Linked DNA regions of Hordeum vulgare: region 2 is linked to region 1. Evidence: chromatin contacts called from public Hi-C data. All regions are on one chromosome and are shown on one strand. Each heading gives the region's core, a stretch centred on a gene start, on an enhancer-like site or on the middle of the called end of the contact. The rest is flanking DNA. Distances are from core to core; before and after follow the strand shown. Region 1 has its middle 11 kb from the start of LOC123403814. Region 2 has its middle 28 kb from the start of LOC123402189.

Region 1 (6,960 bases), core at 937-3,436:
TAGATGAAAAGAAAATCAAGGGGCTCCACACGGCTGAAAATAAAGAGGGGCTGGAGATAATTTATGGTAGGGTGTGTAGCGATCCCCCCTCCCTTCCCATGTAAAAGGTCATATATGCAACATTTTTGCTCTTGCCCCACTCTGGGTTTGCACGACCCCTCCAATAGCATGGTTGATAGTATAGCGATATGTTATTATGTTGTCATGTACGGTTAATTCTATATAAGTCAACACATATATACAAGTCATCTATTATTATGATCCATCTTACACTCCGGCACATCTCGACGGTTAGTGATTGGCTAGGGTTAAATCTTTTGAATCTGTCGATTCCTTTCAGTTGTCGAATGCCAGAGATCGGGATTCCTTCTTCAACCTTCATCTCCCCCACGTTCTTCTTTTTGCAACCGCACCACGTACCACCAGCTGAATCATGAGCCACCATTGTTGGCGGCGCTCCCGCGTCAACCTTGCCGCCTCACCCACCGTCATGACGCCGGCGTCCTCGGCCACCCCTTTAACCCCGACGATGATCAGATTTTGTTCGACGAACCTACACCACCCCCGCACCTCCTAGGATATATAATGTGGGTCATCTTCCATCCTAAGATTGATACCGGTGTCGCCTAGCACCCTTCGTCAATTCCCTTCATCACGTAAAATTTAACTGACCAAATTTTAAATTCAGACCAATTATAAATAGCTAAACTGCGGTGATTAACGGTAACAGAGCAATGGTAAAAGGGTGCTCCTAAAATACCCACAAAAGCCGGTGAGAGTGTCTGCCACACATTTTAGTAGATACTACTGGCTTCGGAAAACAGCAGCAGCAACATTTTATCCTGTCCCTTGCAGGCTGCATGGGAATAACTTTGAACTAATTCCATGCGTGTGGACCACAATCATGGCCGTACAAAAGATGTTGGGGGCATACTACTACAGTATTATTTACCCAGCTAATGAGGGGGCCAGCATGCGATGCATGTACTAGACTGGCCAGCGATACTCTGTAAAGACGTTGGGACACACACATCTTATGAGTTTCCGGTACCATCACCGGCTGTAACACTCTACTTACCCAGCTAATGAGAACGTGTACGGTGTACTGGACTGGCCACTGGTACGCTGTAAAGTGCAAAGGCATCAGCGCTTGCACGGTGCCCCCATATGTGAGCCACCATGGCCGAACACAGGTTTAAAATGGCCAAAAGAGAGAGGGGCTAGCCAGATAGGGCCATTGTTTATCAGAAGATTATAATTAGTACGACGAGTAATCACTAGCCCAGTTCGGATTCCAAATGTTATCTTCATCATTCACATGCAGGAGTTACGTGCTAGTAGCTTGTGCGGGAAACAGGGGTAGGCAGGCTGCTAGCTAGGCTTTGGCACAGTGGCCGTTGAGTTGATCCATGAAACGGGGGATTTTGCTGCTGAGGCGGGGTGAAATCCCTCCATGATCAGCTCACGTCTGATCCAGGCCTGTTTCCCGGAAGGAAATTGTTGTTATTTACGCCCGCCAGGCGTGATAAAGAAGAGCCCCTGCCCCGTGAAATCTGACGCTCTAGCCGCTCTAGCTCTAGCTGGGGTCCCTGCTACACTGTGCTCGCTACTACTCCAGTTGCAAGCCGAGAGGGAGAGATTCTTTGGTTGAATGTGTGACTGTAGTGCTCTGCATTCGCGTCCGCTGGTGTGCTCGTCACCGTTCTGTAGAGGATCCGCGCACAGTGCCGTCGTACGTGGAGCCTAGGCTACCCTACCCACAGCCGTAGCGATGATGCGTCGCCCGATCCGGTGAAGAAGGCAGGAGTCCTTTCCGATCAGGTGACTGTGGTTCGGCGATGAAGTGAAGTCAACTGTTCCGTTCCATCCTTTCCGGCCACCAATCCCGCGGCATAAATGGGCGAGGGAGGGATCTCGCCGTCGTCATCCGCCTTGGCGTGCGGCCGGCCGGCTCGATCGATCATTCCATCTCGTCGCTCCCAATGAAGAAGACGCGGCGAATAATACCCTACTCCGCTCTACTCTCTACTGTGGGCTGCATCGGCTGGCGATGACGATGACGATGAGGACGATGATGGGTCGCTCCTTAGCCGCCGTAGGTTGCCGCATCTCGCGCCCATGCCGGCCGCCTGGCCACGGGAAGGAAAACGTGGGACGGTGGGAGGGGCTTTGGACCATGCCCCGTGTCGAGAGAGGCCCAGGCTACGAACCGGCCCAAGCAAGCGCCCCGCCGCGAACGGCCCATCAGCGCCCTGGTCCAGTCCACGCCGGAAGCCCGACGCGCGATCGTCCAACCCGACGCGGCCGACCCGTCGGCCTCCGCCCCTCCTCGCCGGTGAGGCGTACCGATCGATCGGTCGCTCCTGTTTCCGCACGCACACCGGCCGGCCGGCCGGGCTCCTGTGCCATTGCATGCATGTGGGGGACGGACGGACGGCCCGGTGAATTTCCGTCCCCTCGCTCAGTCGCTCGCATTATTATCGTCGCTCATCATCCGTCCACCGGCGGCAGCATGATCGACCGATCCAAATCAAATCAACGCGCTGTCTGCGGTTTCCCGTGACAGTCGCATGTGCCGCTGCCGATTGATACTCCCATTCATCCATCCATACCGACCCGTGCCGGCAGCGGCTCGTGCGCGCGCGCTAATCTTTCCTGGGTTTGACCGGTCAGCCCTCGTGCGGCGCAGTTCATCGCTAATACGGCCGGGACCAGCCAGCTCGTGCACGGCATGTTAGTTCGGACTCCGGAGAGTGAGAAGATCACGTCCGGTTCTGCGGACCTGGATGTAAGCCGGGTCTGGGCTTGACGTGTTTCCGAAGCCAGTGCATGATGAGCAGTCGTCTTTGCCGCCCTACCGTTTCTGTTTGTCGTCCCCCACATTCGCACGCAGATCTCGCCTCGCCTCGCCGCCCCTGCCCTGCATAAAGACCGAGCATCTTTTCTCGACAGGACCAGACGGGTCATGCGCCGTACCGGAGTCCCAGCCCGATCTTATTGATCGTCCTCCGCGTATCGACGCCGCCCGCTTTCCAGCCCGTCCATGCCGTGGTGACCATCGCTTTTGGAGTAGCTTCCGGCGCCTCATGGGGTCCGGCGGCGTGGATGTGGTGACTCATCCACTGCCAATCAATCAACCATGTTAGACACTCGCTGTATTGTATTGCATCAGTTCGTTAGTAGTGTGCGTTGGATACGGATTACGTGCGTATTAGGGGGACATGGACGCTGGGTTCGTGCAAAACATTCCTCGGCTGGAGTAGACCGAGGTCGTTGGTATTGGAGGACTTGTAATGGTGGTGATCCATCTCATTCCACCGAGCCTCTTCCTCGAATCCAGGAATGTGTCGACGTACGGTGAGTTTGGCGACAGGGAATAGGATAATACGGACACCTACGTACAGTACACGGTTTAAAAGAAGTACAGGAGCGCACGCATTGGTATAATCTGTGCATCAGCATTATATGGCCCCTAAAATAGTCCCGGTATATTATTGGTCTTGTGCCGGCCGGTGGTTGGCGCGATGCTACGTTTCGGATCCGCAACAAAACCCGGGGTAGAATAGTGTTTGCCAGATACAGTAGCAGCGTGGTTTCAGATGTAAACGTCTTATACAGTACCTGCACTTCACAAAAGACGAGGCTTGCTGGATTTAAAACCTGAATTGGGATATCGGAACTGAATGCTGTTAACTGCAGCTGGGGAAGGACGAGTCCACGACCCAGAGTCCGGAGAAGGAGACGTAGCTCAAGTAAAGTGTGGTTTGAAGTGTAGAACGACGACGACGATGATGGTAATGTGTGTGTGCGCGCGCGCAGTTGACTACGGGTTTAACCTTCGGAAATAAAACTGTAGAACAATACTAAAAAACAAAATAAATAGAAAAAAAACGAAGAAAGATAGAAAAGGTAGGATGCAAAATGAAAATGAAAAATCTAAAATAAGGCAACTGATCGATTGACATTATACAGTCGTACTGAGTATACTACTGTTGTATAGTTAGGCAGATGTCCATCGTTTATAGATGAACTTGTGTCTCTTGATTGTAACCCTATCCATATCGAATAAAACATTTTTACCCTTGCAAAAAAAAAGCAACGAAAAAAATACAGAGGGAACATAACAAGAAAAAGAAACAATAGGGAAACCGGAAAAAAAACAAAGAAAACAAGCTGCAAAAACCGTAAATGGGTCTGGCCCATAGCACGCTGCCCTGCATAAATCGTCACCTTTTATTTTTCTCATAGTAAGAGCATCTTGAGCCTCGACATGCAAATTTGGATCCTCAAACGTTTACGGACACGCACGTTCAGTGATCGGGTGTGTCTGTTTGAAATCCCTACATTTTCGTCCGTGCAACCACATCTTTTATATTTTTCCTCATATATTCGATCACTTGCATGTGATTGATGAAAATGAAGAGAGAAAAAGAAAATAATGAAAAAAGAAGATGGTCCGGGGTGGAATCGCGTCCTACGTAGCGGACTAACCGAACACGTCCGCGACCCTCATATTGTCTCCATATTTAAGATGGATATAAGGGGTGCCGGTCAGTCCGGACGTTTGAATCATTTTTCGTGACCGACCAGTGATCGGACAAGTTGGCCCAACGTTTAAATAGAGTATAAGTGGTCCTACTGTAGATGTTGTGAGGGCTAATAGATCCTAAAAAGGGTTTCACGTCCGCCTCTGACTAATAGGTACCGCTTGCCCTGTACAGTTTCTATTTGGTTGGGATGGTGACCATTCCACATTTTTCTTTCACAAGTTGTGGATGATGTAAATTCGATTTGAATTAATATAATGCGTCAAGTCGGAAGTGGCTTTCCCCTAAAAAACGGTAGCGCTTGCCTGTAGATTTCCTGCTATGAGCTGCCCAGTAAGACACTTTTACATTTCTATTTCGTTCGGTTGTCCTTTTTCTACTTCCTCTTTTTCACATTACTATGTTTATCCACGACCCAGAGTCCGGAGAAGGAGACGTAGCTCAACTAAAGTGTGGGTTGAAGTGTTGAACGACGACGACCACGATGATTTGTAATGTTGTGTGTGCAGTTGACTACGGGTTTAACCTTCGGAAATAAAACGGTAGAACAATACTAGTAAAAAACAAAATAAATAAAAAATACGAAGAAAGATAGAAAAGGTACGACGCAAAATGAAAAACGAAAATCTGAAATAGGACAATAGAACAAGAAAACCAATAAAAGCAACTGAAAAAACACAGAAGGAACATGACAAGAAAAAGAAACAATAGGGAAACAGGGGAAAAACAAATAAATCAAGCTGCAAAAACCGTAAATGGGTCTGGCCCATAGCACGCTGCCCTGCATAAATCGTCACCTTTTATTTTTCTCAGAGTAAAGCATCTCCAACCATGATTTTTAAATTTGGGCCCTCAAACGTCCCACGGGAACACCCGTCCAATGACCAGACGTGTTTGTTTAGAATCCCTAAATTTTTGTCCATGCAGCTCTATCTCTTATATTTTTTGTCATATGTCCGGTCTCTTGCATGTGATTGGTGGAGAAGAAGAGAAAGAGAAAAAAAATAAACAAAAAAATGTGGTCCGCGATGAGGTCACGTCCTACGTGACGGACTGAGGGGTGTCGATCAGTCCGGACGTTTGATATGGTTATGAGGGTCCGTCTGAGTCGTTTTTTCGTAATTGATCAGTAACCGAAGGGACTGTCCGAACGTTTGAGAAGAATATAAGAGATTCGACCGTAGATGCTGTAAGGGCTAATAGGATTTCACCAGGGGACCCAACCAAGGAGAAATTTTGTGAATGATTTTTATATTTTTTGTAAGGACATCTTCCCTCAAAAAAGGATTCACGTCCGCCTCTGGCTAATAGTTACCTCTTGCCCTGTAGAGTTTCTATTTGGTTTGGGATGGTGACCATTCCACATTTTTTTTTCACAAGTTGTGGATGATGTAAATTCGATTTGAATTAATAAAATGCGTCAAGTCGGAAGTGGCTTTCCCCTAAAAAACGGTAGCGCTTGCCTGTAGATTTCCTGCTATGAGCTGCCCAGTAAGACACTTTTACATTTCTATTTCGTTCGGTTGTCCTTTTTCTACTTCCTCTTTTTCACATTACTATGTTTATTTACTCTTTAATTTTTTTTTAATCTTTTGTTTTCTTTATTTACCGTTGCTCTCCCGGTATAATATGATTTTTTTCTGACATACGTTACTGAACATGTATCTTAGTACACAGTAATTTCTTTCAATGTTTTCTAAATACACAAACATTTATTTCATATCGGTGGACATTTTTTTCCTTGCAGCACCTAAACACGTTTTCCCACACATAGAGCATACTTATAGAGAACACATGAATATTTTACAAAATGTTCATGTGAACAAGTAGTTTTCAAATAGAAAATCCATTTTCAAACCATAAATCAACATTTTGACTCCCAAAGATATTTTGTACATTCAAAACATTTGTACCATACATGATTCTTCTCTGTAATATGTTTCATAAATACATGGATATTTCTTAAATTACATGAATAACTGTAAACATGCAGTAACATTTTTCTATATGCTATTAGCATTTGTTTTGCCTATTAATTTCAAACCCATTGAAAAGAATCAATGCTCATATTATTTTTGCAAAATTATATGAATAAATATTTTTTAATGGGTCGCACGGTTGCAGGCCATTTAGGTATGTCCATGAGCAATGCCTCCCTGCCGCTTGAGGGACATCCTATACGGCGCTGCAGGCGCCCGTTTGCGCTCCTGCTCCCTACAGCGCCCCGTGCTGGGCCAGCTCATCAAACAGCTCCTAGCGTTCCGTTGCAGTCTCTGAAAAAGTTATGTGATTTTGGAAAACTACAGTTCACCGATTTTGCAAAAAAAGTACTTCAAATGGGAAAACTGTTCACACATTTAAAAAAATCTAATTTGAGTTATTTTATCACATTTGAGAAAGGTTCATCAATTTT
Region 2 (6,633 bases), core at 419-2,918, 66 kb before region 1:
ACATGATGCTTCTCCATGACGATCCATGAGCTTAATTAATAAAGCCGCCCGACAAAACGGGCACCTATGCGTTACCAAAAATGCTTAAATACGAGGTGAGCAGCTCGCTCCTTTCTCCTAGACATGTGCGGTTTAATCAAGAAACTTATACTAGGATACCCATAGCTCTCGGTTGGCCACCAAGGTTTAGTGTCCATTCCACTCGCCGATGCGCACTTGTGAGCGACAGGAAGCATAATTTAATTTACGTCGTCTGATTTCGCTGCTTATTGCTGAATACTCGAGCATCATTGTGCCTGCCCGTGCCCGCGGCCTGAATATTTTAGCGCCTCGAAGAAACAATATCCCGACTGTTCCAGGTTCCATCATTGTCTGCACATATATATCCAACTAGTTCAGGGATCAGTGTGGATAGATAGAAGATGTAGAATAGTAGGCTTGGAAGGAATTGGTGGACGTGCCTCCGTTGTGGAGAGCACCCACCCATGGCACTCGCCAGGCTCCGCTTCTGTCCGGCTACAGGCCCCGACTGTTCCCGCATGGGACGGGGCATTGTCTTCTTCCCCTAGCTAGACTGCACGCGCACGCGCGCACAGCATATTGCATGTTTGATTCTGCTGATTGATAATCGCAACTTGCGAGCGCTGGTCGCCCGCCCCTGAATGCTGCTCCTGTGCTCCATGACGTACGCCATGCTTGTTTCACGAGCCGTAAATTTATGCACACGCGCGCGCACACGCTTGTTTCAGTTTTTTAACAACCGGTACGTACGCATGCAGGCTGCGGCCATGGATATATGTACTGATGAATCGCGTCAAGGATATGTACTGATGTATGTATCGAGCGTGAACGGATTGAAAGTTGGTGCTCTGTTCGATCCGGCTGCGTGCCGAATGCATGCATGATCGTAGTCGGGAGGTTGGATGCTAGCTAGCGAGCTGTCGATGGGAACCGACGGACCGTCGAAGCTGTTTGGGTGTCGTCTGGGCATGGTTGTTGCGGTGCAGATGTTGATCACGGTCCCTGTCCGCGATCACGTCGTCGACTGCAACACAACACGGAGGCGGAGCCCTCGTTCAAGCTGGCTGGTGACCTCGCCTCAGCCCGGTGGCCGGCCATCGACGGACGCTGCCATGGGCACCGCTCCAAGGCCCCAGGAGAAGAACTGCACACCCGCCCCGTTGCAGTCCACTCGTGGTAGAGTAGTACGTTCGTGCCTTTTTATTTTAATTTTTTGTAAAACGAAGACTCGTACGAGTCCGGTTTTAAATTAACAAAGCCATCAGGATTACAACTGCCGTCAACTTACGAGGTACGTCCAGAGCTCGGCAGAGGTGATCAGGTGATGGAGTGTGGTACTCCTATTATGCATTTACGCCATGCGTGCGGTGGTGTCCGAGTGAGGGTGGCGCTGACGATGCGGCACCGAGCGCGACGGTACGTACGCCTGGCCGAGAGCGCTCGACGATCGCTTTCGGGGCATTCATCGGGCTGCATGGACGCATATGCCGGACGGCGACGTGGTGATCGATCAAGCCGAGCGCGGCCCTCTTCCAGGAAAGCTCAGGCGAGAAACCCGTCGCCGTCCGGCCCGGTACGCGCTGTACAGCGTAAAAGATGCTGTCGGGGGGGCATGCACATTTACGACGGAGACGGAGACGGAGGCGTACCATCCATCACATGGCCCCGCAAATTTCGCCAGCATCTAGCTCATGTCGCCAGCGATGCACCTCATGCACGGCCGGCGCTCATCTCTTTCACCATGAGAGGAACAGAAACGCCGCTGCGGTCGAAGGATTTGATTTCCTCCCCGGCCTCTCGCTGTTCGCCGGTGGCTCGACTGCTCGAGTAGTAATGGCTGGCTGACAGGGTGAGAAGCGTGCGTGCGTGCATGGGTCGGTTGCTATTGCATGCATGCATGCACTGCGGTAGAAGTGTAGACGACGGTGAACGTGGGAAGCAGCAGCAGTATCGGCATGATACCGACGTTGTTTTATGTGCAGACTAGATCAGAATTCAGAGGCCATATGCCCATCCTCTTTCAGCGCTTGCTTCCGGTGTTCCTCTCTCTGACATGCGAGTGGACGTGACAAAGCAATGGGGGCCGGGGTCCAGGTGCGTCGAGAAAGACGGGATGGAAATGGCCCAGGTCTGTCGGGGCAATATTACTCGGTTTTTCAGTGGTTTCATGGCTGCGTCTGCACGGTAACTAGGCCGAGCAGAGGAGGCCGAAAGTCCGTTGGGGGCCCAGGCGCTGTTGGGTAGGCCGGCAGCCCCGGAAGCTGTCGTGGGCTCTCGCGCGAGCCAGTCCAGCCGTTCTCGTCCAAGCTCCAAACAGGGCGCCGTCGCTGCCTCTCCTTGACCTCCGGCGCCGCGCTGTCGCTGACAGCGGTGCCGGCGAGGCCAGCCGCCTTGGCGTCACGCGACCGCCACCTTCGGCGTGCGAATAGTCGTGATGTTGGCCGCGCGATGTGCTGTTAATTACTGTACGCGTTGCCGTGTTTGGTGTGGGCGCCATGACAGGGCAGGCATGGAGAGCGGCCGCGGCTGCGAAGCCTCCAACGAACCACGAGCGCCCATAGCGACCGGCGGCAGCCGCTGTCGTGGAGCGCGAGGGCCTTGTCGTCCGCGCAGGAACCGCCCATGGGAGCTGCTCGCCCCGCTGTGCGGCCACGGCGCCCATGCGCGCGAGGCATCCGGATTAGCGACGGACATAACAGGGGATCGAGCGAGCACCGCGCCAAGACCGGATCATGCCATGCGTCCGTGTCAGCGCGATCGGGCGTGTCCGGATGATCGACGCGGTGCACGCCGAGGACGCTTGGCGTTGGCGAGGCTCGAGGTCGATGCATGGCCCCGTGGTGACCGTGGGTGATCGGAAGCTGCCACACGGAGGCGCCCGCTCGGCTCACTGCTCGGGCACAGTTCAAGTTGCCGGCCCGGGTAAGAGGAAACTGACGCGAGGAAACGGCATGGCGCGGTGTGACATGTCTCTGCGTACGCGTCCGTGTCAGCGCGTGTCAGAGGAGGGCATGCATGCATGCGATCGTTCAACGCCCATGGTCTCGCAGTGCGATCATCATCAGATGCTCGATCGGACCACGGGCAAGTCCCAGTGACACTGATGGATGGGTCGATGCGGGTCAGAGAAAGAACTGCAAGTGCAAAAGCCGCACCTCCCGTATATGTGGTGACTGTGGTTTGCTGCGACGGTTACTGCTGCAAGCGTGGGCATGGCGGGGCGGGGCACCCTCAGACGAGGACGACGGGCGTCCCCACGTGCCGGCGGTGTCGGGCACCGGCACCTTTTGCCGAAAGGGGGCCAATGCAGGAGCAGAACTGGACCGAGGCAGCCTCCGGAGCGAAAAGGCAAATCCATGTGCGCGCGCGCGCGCCGCCGTGCTGGCCGACGCCGGGAGAGCGAAAGCCCCGCGACCGTAGCCGTACTGGTGCGCGCCGGCGAGACGGGCGAGCAACGCTGGCCTCTACACAGCTCTGCATGTCGGGACGTGGCCATGGACCATCAACCGCGACGCCTTCTCTGTGCTTTGTGGTTCGTACCGTATCGAAGCACCGAAGTGTACAGCGGTGGCGACGCGTGTACGATTGCGCTTATCCTCTTCCTCGGCGATCCGATTCTGATCTTCGCGGCCATGATGAGAGTGCCCTCACGGGCTGCCCATCTTGGCCTGCCCCTCCATGCAGGCGCACCATCATGAGCTCTCTGACGGCGGCCTCTCGATGGCTATTCTTCTATCCCTCTCGCCTTCTCCGGTCGATCCGTCGTCCATGGCTGGTCGCGTCCCCTTTGCATTGGGCCCGACGGATGCAAGTCCCGCTCGTGTCTGGAATCTCTGGACCGGCCGGGTAATCCAGCGCATCCGACGAAGTGTCCTTGCTGTTGCCGCGCACGAAAGTTTCGCTCGCCAGATCGGTCCGCTAGCTTTGGGACAACCGTACGTGTCTATGTTAACATCTTATTATCGGGCGCGCATGATGCATCCCCATCATTTCGTGTTGCCAAGAGCATCTAATCGGGCGCCACAAACGTCAACAAACACGTCCGAGCATGTTCACGGACAATGACCGACCATCCCTTATTTCGCTGCCTGCACAACCGGATACCTCATTGGTAAATTAACAAATTCATACAATCATATGCAATGTAAACTTAACTCTATGTAAACATCTCGATCCCACACGTAGCATCTGGCTATTTCATCATGCATGTGAGTGGACTATCAAAAATTGCCATGCTATGTTGCATCATACATGCCATTAGATTATCAAAATTCGACATATTATTGAAACTAAAGCCATGAAGATAGTTTAGGTTGCCATTTACCTTGCAGTCATTGTCTTGAACGTAGCGATAAAAGACGCAAAATGGATCAAATCAGGTCTGCTCATCGTCGGAGCTATCCGACCCGTCACTCGCCTGCTCCCTCTTCGCTTTGGAGACAGTCCGACAATGGCACAAACCGTCCGTTTTTGCTCCCGGATGAGGACGCGTGTCGCCCTGCTTTGTCGCTTCTCAAGGATGCGGATACAAATGGTTTCCTTGTCCAAGGCGGCATGCGATTGCGCCTCCGCCGCCTCGGCCTCCCTCGCCCTCTGCCTCACATGCCGGGCACACCACAGTATAGCATCAGACGGCCCATCATGCATGCCAGCGCTAACCTCCGACTCGGAGTTGATGCCGCGAGGACTAGGCGCCACCAAAGGGGTTGCGTCGCCACCCCAGAGTTGGGGGCGACAAAAGATGGTCTATGTGTTTGGCGAGGCTGCGGTCAAGCGCCTCGAGCCACCAACCAAATCTGAGCGTCATTTGCGTCGATGAAATAGTTTCCTACCGGATCGAGTTTGATCGCGGTAGGGCACACTCCGTCCCATGAACGGCGTGAGCCATGCGGGCAACAACCTTTTCCTTGTCCCCGCTTGAGACAAGGTCTCGGTTGATGAAACATGAGAGCTTGATGTCCGATCCGTTGCCCAATCATGTCGGAGAATTTTGGAGATCTCTCGAACAAAGCTTGGACAGTGAAGCGGTTAGGGTATGGTCTGAAATACGGACAAAGATGAATATGTGTGGCATCGGGATGAACCAGTGTGGGTCAAATTCGACGTGACGGACGCGTCCGAAACTCTTCATATCCGCTTCAAATCTGGCCTGAATACGAGGGATGTTGGTTTGTATAGTGGCGATTTAAGGGGTGCGGCTAGGTCTACTAGTGGGGACAGGGCCTATAGCCCCGGCCCGTAAGGGGCTTTAGTCCCGGTTCACCAACCGGGACTAAAGGGGCGGGACTAAAGGCCTAACCTTTAGTCCCGACCCTGTTCCAAGCCGGGACAAAAGGTGCTCCACGTGGGCGCCTCGGAGCGCCTTCAGGGGCAGGCCCTTTAGTCCCGGTTCTTTACACGGACCGGGACTAAAGAGTTTCAGATTTTGTTTATTTTTCGGTTTTAGGGTTTTAGGGTTTAGGTGTTCGGGAGATTAACGTGATGCCTCGTTTGGTGTTCGGGAATTAGTTTTCATATAATTCTAAATAGAAATAATTATGCATATATATATAAGATTAACTTATCTTACAAGCGAGCATATATATACAATTATATGGAGATCTGAATTATCGGGACTAGAGCCCGTTTATTCGATTAGATGGACGAACATCAGTAATGGCCCCTATCTACACTAAATCGCCCTTTGTCATCTATAGATTTCGTCTTCAGAAAGGTCGCAAGCTCCTCTGCCACAGCAATCGCGCGTTGCTCTGGTAGGACCTTCTCCCTCATGGCCGTGTACTATATAAGAAGAGGAGATGAATATGAATATCAATCATGATAACAAAGAATGATGGGTAAAAATAGAGGTGTGAATGTTCATTGCTTACGTCGAATCTGTGATCCTTGTGCTCAGAGGTAAACGTGCGAATGGTCTCGTAAACATAGTATCCGCATAGATGCGTCCCCCGTGGCTGCTGGTCGCACTTTACGAGAATAGAATATATATAATCAAAATAATAATCTAGCATCATAAATGTATTGAAAATAGAAGTATATCATACTACTACTTACCTGAACTGCTCTAAAGGTCAGCTTCTCAGGCTCGATACCGGGAGTCACGCACTTGAACCGCTTCCAAACCCTGCCCGACAAGGATAATGATTTGCTAAGTTTTTCATTAATTGATATATCAGAAAATCATCGAAAGAGACCGATAGAGCGCAAGAATGATTGAAATTACCCTTGGAGCATGTCCTGCAGGCTTTGGAACTGTTCCAAGGGTCTCGATAATGTGTCGAAGGCATCAACTCTTCCCTTATCAATTTGAATGTCCAACAGAATCCAATGGAAGCTGCACATGTATATATATATATATATATATATATATGTGTGTGTGTGTGTGTGTGTGTGTGTGTGTGTGTGTGTGTGTGTGTCAGTAACTTATCAATTACACTTATAAGTGAATGGACACAACAGTGTAAAGACCCTCACCTCAAGTTGTATGGAAACAGTATGTGGTCACAGAAATTTTGATCTGTTAGAAACCTTAGAAGGTTTTCCTCCGTCTCCTTGGGTTTATCAGTTAGCGTCGCTATATGTATTTTATCTGGGTCAATAAACCCAATATTT

The links. A called contact is a pair of places that touch in the nucleus more often than the background predicts.
Region 2: a Hi-C map of leaf shows a contact between it and region 1, with 6 times the contacts expected there. The contact joins two enhancer-like sites. A contact is called at or near these places in 2 of 6 Hi-C or Micro-C datasets (both in leaf).

Annotation. Positions count from the first base shown.
Region 1 is chr6H:507,749,552-507,756,511 of MorexV3_pseudomolecules_assembly, reverse strand. No RefSeq gene overlaps it. Among protein-coding and RNA genes, the nearest start is that of LOC123403814, 11 kb to the right of the region's middle. Within about 2 kb of position 2,186, at least 3 of the 3 cell types and tissues checked have open chromatin away from gene starts, as enhancers often do. A contact at or near this core is called in leaf, where this site is marked.
Region 2 is chr6H:507,814,901-507,821,533 of MorexV3_pseudomolecules_assembly, reverse strand. No RefSeq gene overlaps it. Among protein-coding and RNA genes, the nearest start is that of LOC123402189, 28 kb to the right of the region's middle. Within about 2 kb of position 1,668, at least 3 of the 3 cell types and tissues checked have open chromatin away from gene starts, as enhancers often do. A contact at or near this core is called in leaf, where this site is marked.